Linked DNA regions of Mus musculus: region 2 is linked to region 1. Evidence: chromatin contacts called from public HiChIP or PLAC-seq data. All regions are on one chromosome and are shown on one strand. The core of a region is the stretch at or near the end of the contact, and the rest is flanking DNA. Distances in the headings are between cores, read along the strand shown.

Region 1 (2,732 bases), core at 130-2,629:
AGTGGGCCAGCTAGACTCATATGGAGTCTATACATATGGGTCAAATCAAATATAGGTAAAACAACGGGGGCAAAATGTGTTTTGAAAACTAGAAATGGGTTTTGGGGCTCACCAGAACGCATAAATTCACTGAGATGAAAGGCCCTATGGGTGATAAAAATGTCTCATTTAAGAAATTAAACGATCCTGTCATTTGTAACAGGAATTAATAGCACTTTAAAGCGGACTGAGCGCAAGGCGATCCGGGTGAGTCACAGTGGCCTTCCACATTTGCAGTGTCCCTCAGATAATTATTAATTAACATGACATCAATTGTCTCAGTGCAGCATCATGGTGCAGACTCAGACACACTAATGGAAGGCACTTCTTATCGAGGCTTCCTGTCCTTTCGTAAAATTAAAATGCTAAACTAATTAAAACCAAAGGTACTTTAAAAAACAGTTTGCTTCCAAACAGATTTTTAATATATGCCAAGCTGAGTGGGAACCTAGAGCTATTTTTTTTTAAAGTGAGGATCAGAAATCTATTTAAAAAGGAATTTTGAATATATGTCCCAACAGCCCCCTCTACCTCCACATAGCCAATATGGCATTGGTGTTGATTTCACTAAGGGCAGAAGTTGGAATAGGGTTGTTGGTTTCTCAGGAGCACTGGCCAAATAATTGAAATGTAGGTGATTATTTCTATATCACTTAAAATAGTTCCCTGCATGGCTTTGGTGTGAATTTCTCTTTCTGCTCTTGAGTGAGTCCCTGAGCAATCTGCTGCTAGGCTGTTTCACCCCTGATTATCCTGGAGATTTTTGTGTGTTCTTTCATGTTTGACTCTGAAGATGTTTTGAATATGCCCAATGTGGTCTCTTACTCAGAATGTTTTTGTAGTTTCAATCCCTCTGGCATGTTCTTTCTATAAACTGTCACATAGCTTGTTCTTTCTCACTTTTCTGGATCTAGACCACCCTGTGAATGGAATTCTACACTAAGCCTAGAATGCTTGGTGAGCTCTTAGAGGGTGTGCGTTGCTCCCTCATTACAGCTTGAGTGTACTTCTCTAGTAGTTGACTCTTCAACTAGAAGGCTAGCATCCTGAGGGCAGGGACCACTTTGCCTGCTTAGCTCTGAAGCCCCCCACCCCACCCCTGTCATGACGTCCAACATTTGTCAAAAAGAGGAAAATGCTTAATCCATCTGCAGTGACAAGAGATATTTCCAGAAAGACTGGCCAAGAAAGAGACAAAGATGTTTTAAAGAAGTTGCTGGTACCTCATTGTGAGACCTTGAAGACATTTAGATAAAAGGATGTGGGCAGGATGTGGGAAACACAGAATATGCTCAGCTAATCTCTGGATCAAAGAGAGAAAAGGAGAAAGAATGATGACATTAAAATAATTGGGTGGATCACAGCGCGGGTGCGGCAAGTGCTCCACGGTAGGAACCGGAGGCTGAGGGGGTTTTCAAGATGAATCATCTTTTTCTTTTCCCCTCTGTCTCCCTTTTGTAGGCCCAATTTGTTTTCTTTCTAGGTTTAGAAATATTCAAGAAATGCTTGTTAGGTAGTTGTTAGGGAGTCCCAGTCTTCTCTCCTCTCTTTGGCACCGATAATATTGACTCATGGTGGGAGGGTCACCAGCATGAATACCTGGTTCATTTACAAACTTTCAATCTCTCTGATATAACTTCACTTGCATTCAAGCTTGCTCTCTCTCTATGTTGAAGAGCTTCTAGTACCCAAGAGTTTATCTAAAGATGAACTGTTGGCCTTTTTCTCCTGTGGAATCTGCTGGACACTAGTCAGGGTCTTGTTTGCTTTTCTAGTTTCTGTGATGCACAATCAGGAAGCAGAGAGACCCTAGCACAGGGAATGGTGCCACCCACAATGGGCAACTTTTCCCACCTCAATGAGCCCAATCAAGATGCTACTCCTCAGGTATTTGAAAAGATCCATCACCCAGGTATTTCTCGATCTCACTAAAGTGACAACTGAGATGAGTCATCACAACCAGGGAAATGTTCATCTTAAGGTATTGGCAACATGCTCTGATAGTAGTTTATATTTTAGGATTTTGAGTGCCCTTTGTCCTCTTATGGCTAAACTGCTTCGTATTTATTCTGAAATGAAACTAGGTTTGCTAGTTTATAAAGAGGTCTAAGCTAGCAACAGGCAGCACATGTGGACATAAAATATGTTGAAATAAGATTTGGCAATTGGCCAGGTATGGTGGAACATGCCTATAATCCCCAGTACTTGGAAGGCTGATGCAGGAGGATTGTGAGTTTAAAGCCAACCTACCTACCTAGTGAGGCCTTATTTTACAAAATAGGAGGTAGGGAGTGGATGTATGGGAGAGGACTGGCAAATGGAAGAGTTCAATATGGTATCTATTAATCATCCCCACCACCATCCTCACCAATGCTACCATCATTACCATCACTGATATATTCATGACCCTCCTCCTCCTCAGCACCACCATCATCACCATCATCCTAATCACAACCATCATCCTCATCATGCTGTGGGTAAATAAAACATGTGAAGGAGAAGGAACACCAGAATGCTTCCCTTGTAACTTTTCATTAGCCTTGGGAGACCATAGCAACCATTTTAATTTTCCTCTGCTGTGGCCTTAATATAATTGAGAGAGAAGTCAATTTAAATCAGACAATCTATCCAGCTATATATGTATATATTCTGTATATGATATCTGTATCTAGCAGACAATTCCACAAATATGT
Region 2 (2,732 bases), core at 139-2,638, 470 kb after region 1:
TTCCTCTCTGCACCACACTGCTTTTCTCCAGGGCCTTGGGAAGTGGGAAGTCCTCCTGCATACTTCTGGCAGGTAGAGTAAAGGCATCTGCTTCCTCTCTGGGTATGTTAAGGTAACATCATTTTTTTTTTCTTCAGATTCCCAGGCCCCATAAGGCCAAGGCTGCTGGATGAAACACGGGTGTCTTCGCATCAGTAGGAGATTAGTTTTTTTTTTTTTCTTTGTCTCACTCCCTGCATCTTTGGATTTTCATTTTTGCTCTTCTCCATGTTTGACTCTCAAAAGCTCATTGGTGTTTGTGCTTTGGAATTCTCCTTCTCCGTTCCCTATGCTATTGCCTTGGATAAAATCCAAGTTTTATTCCTAAAGGAAAGGGTTCTCAAAGATTTCATCTCTCAGTTTTCAAAACTTCCCAGGCTGATCCCAAATGGCATATTTCAGATGGCACCCTTGTCTGCCTAGCTGGGTTAGGTTTAGAACTTTGAGCTTGTTTTGCTTCTTTGTGCTTTTTAGGACTTTTTATAGAGGCTGATCGAGTCCTCCAATTAATTAGTATTTTAGAGAATGTGTTTCAATTTCCCTTATTTATTCCTGTAGAAATCTAAGCTTAAAGCATTAAGAGTCAGACAACAACAGTGACATCAATAATAATAAAGCTTCATTTTAAGCTCCCTGGGGACATGAACCCTTTCCTAGCTTCTGACATTTAGTAGCTATGCATTCAAAGTCCCGTGAATGGCACTGAAGGAACATGATTGATATTTATCCTTTCCTGTCGTTGTTGGAAGGGACCTGAGACCTTTTCTGGTTAGAGGTGACTCCAATGCAGGGACAGAACTGAATAATCAGAATTCACACATGTGCTGGGGCAGGGCCAGGGTCTTCATTAATATCTCTGTGTTTCAAGATTCCTCCATCCTTTGCTTCAGCCAGGCTGCTCGCCCAAGCTGTATTTCATTCTCTTTCATAACACATATTTTAAAAATGAGCAGTAATATGGATGTTAGGAGTTTGAAACATTGCTGTCTTTCATGAGGCCGTGTAGTCTGCGGGCAATGGGGAGAAAGTCTCCCATAATGAAAGAGCTGGATTGGGTTTCCTGATGGCCAGCCCCTCTCCTCTCCTAACAACCATCTGGATGTCTGCATGGAGGCCAGATTGCCTGTTATGTCCACCAAGTGAGCTGCCGTGCCCTGGAACAGCAACATAGAAAACAGCAACCCCAGAAGCCTGTCATCTCCCTGTCATCCCTGTGGCAGTCAGCATTCTTCCAACTTTCAGACACTGAGTTCATCTCTGTGAATTTGGAGAGTGACAGCTGTGGAGATCGTGGGGGCAGGTGGAGAGGGTCGGGCCAGCAGATGCATTTGGACAAGTCTCAGATGAGGTGGCGAAGAGGCAGGGTTCCAGCTGAGGAAACCACAAGGCGCCATCTCCGGGGTTCTCTGCACACTCACTTAAGAAAACAATACCTGCTTATTGGTTGAATAGTAGTTTCCTTTCTCCACTTCACTTTATTGAATAGAAGGTGGGAGATTGGGGCCCTTTGTGTGCTGCTCCAAGCTCTGCAATTCCTTCCCCTTTGTTTCTGAGAATAAGCAAATCATGGAAAGGCTGAAAAGTCTCTTTCTTTAAGAAAAAGAGAGAGTGCTGGCATGATTTGGTGTTTAATTGGGGTTTCTTGTCTGTTCTGGATTAGTGGGTCCTCCCTCGCCTGGAATGTGGGTGTTGTGACTGACTCTCAAGTTTCTTCCTAAGTTGTGATGAGTTGTTGTGAATTGTTCAGCAGCGCTAGCCTTTCTAGAGCTGAGAGCTCAGTTACCAACACACAAACACACAAATATTTCCACACATAAAATGGTAGCCACTTACCAAGTCAGTTGGAGTAATTTTGCATCACAGACCTGAGTTTTATGCCCATTCATAAAATAGCCTTCTCCAAAGCACCCAGTGGTATATGTTTGACACAATACTACACAGGGGAAACAGCTAGCAGGTCATTTCATTTACCTGAAAAAGTCATTATATTTTTATTATTATTGTGATTACATATTACCACTAATATGTAACCCCCTGTCACAGAAAAGGGGGTAGTGCATTCTCAGGTAACTTGGTAGTGCAAAGTCAGAAGTCTCTGACTGCCTTCAGGACTTGGCCTGCAGTCGACTTTTTGGTTGGAGTATGGTGTGGGCATGGTTTTATGTTGACATAGGAAGAATTTATGGGTTTCTCAGACAAAAGTCTCGTGAGTTAGGATTATTACTCCTCACAGCTGGGATAATGTACCTTGACAAGAGCTACTTGAGGAAGGGAAGGATTCTTTCGGTGGTTCATTATGGAAGGAAGGCATAGAGGTTGCTGACCACAATGGATCTGCAGTCACGAAGCAGAGAAAGAGGAATGTGGGGAATCTGTTCCCTCTTTTCTTTTTACTGAATTTGGAACCCCACCCATGGAATAGTACTCTCTATAATCTTTGCGCTTCAGTTAACCTAATCTAGAAGCTCTCTTAAAGACACACCCAAAAGCTGGTTTCTAAATCCTCCCAAGTTAGCAATCAAGTTGAGAATCCTAGCAGGAGGCTAGCTTACTTACATAATGAACACCTACTCTTCTGTTCCCTCACACTTATATACTGGATAGTCACAACATGCAGTTGCATACTCAACACACAGATATCTGCCTGAATTTAAGTAGTTTGCATTATAGGGAGTTACAGATGTGATTGTCTA

Evidence for each region. HiChIP or PLAC-seq counts read pairs in DNA pulled down with a chosen protein or histone mark.
Region 2: a contact with region 1 is called in a BATF HiChIP or PLAC-seq map of CD8 T cells, with 6 read pairs. The contact joins two enhancer-like sites. A contact is called at or near these places in 2 of 484 Hi-C or Micro-C datasets (liver and myocytes) and 1 of 115 datasets of contacts at active chromatin or transcription factors (CD8 T cells).

Annotation. Positions count from the first base shown.
Region 1 is chr12:25,358,777-25,361,508 of GRCm38.p6, forward strand. All of the region lies in intron 1 of Gm36723 (a long non-coding RNA gene), which reads left to right. Among named protein-coding and RNA genes, the nearest start is that of Gm36723, 4.2 kb to the left of the region's middle. Within about 2 kb of position 1,380, at least 30 of the 459 cell types and tissues checked have an H3K27ac peak or open chromatin away from gene starts, as enhancers often do. A contact at or near this core is called in CD8 T cells, where this site is marked.
Region 2 is chr12:25,829,028-25,831,759 of GRCm38.p6, forward strand. No RefSeq gene overlaps it. Among named protein-coding and RNA genes, the nearest start is that of Gm29835, 150 kb to the right of the region's middle. Within about 2 kb of position 1,389, at least 5 of the 459 cell types and tissues checked have an H3K27ac peak or open chromatin away from gene starts, as enhancers often do. A contact at or near this core is called in CD8 T cells, where this site is marked.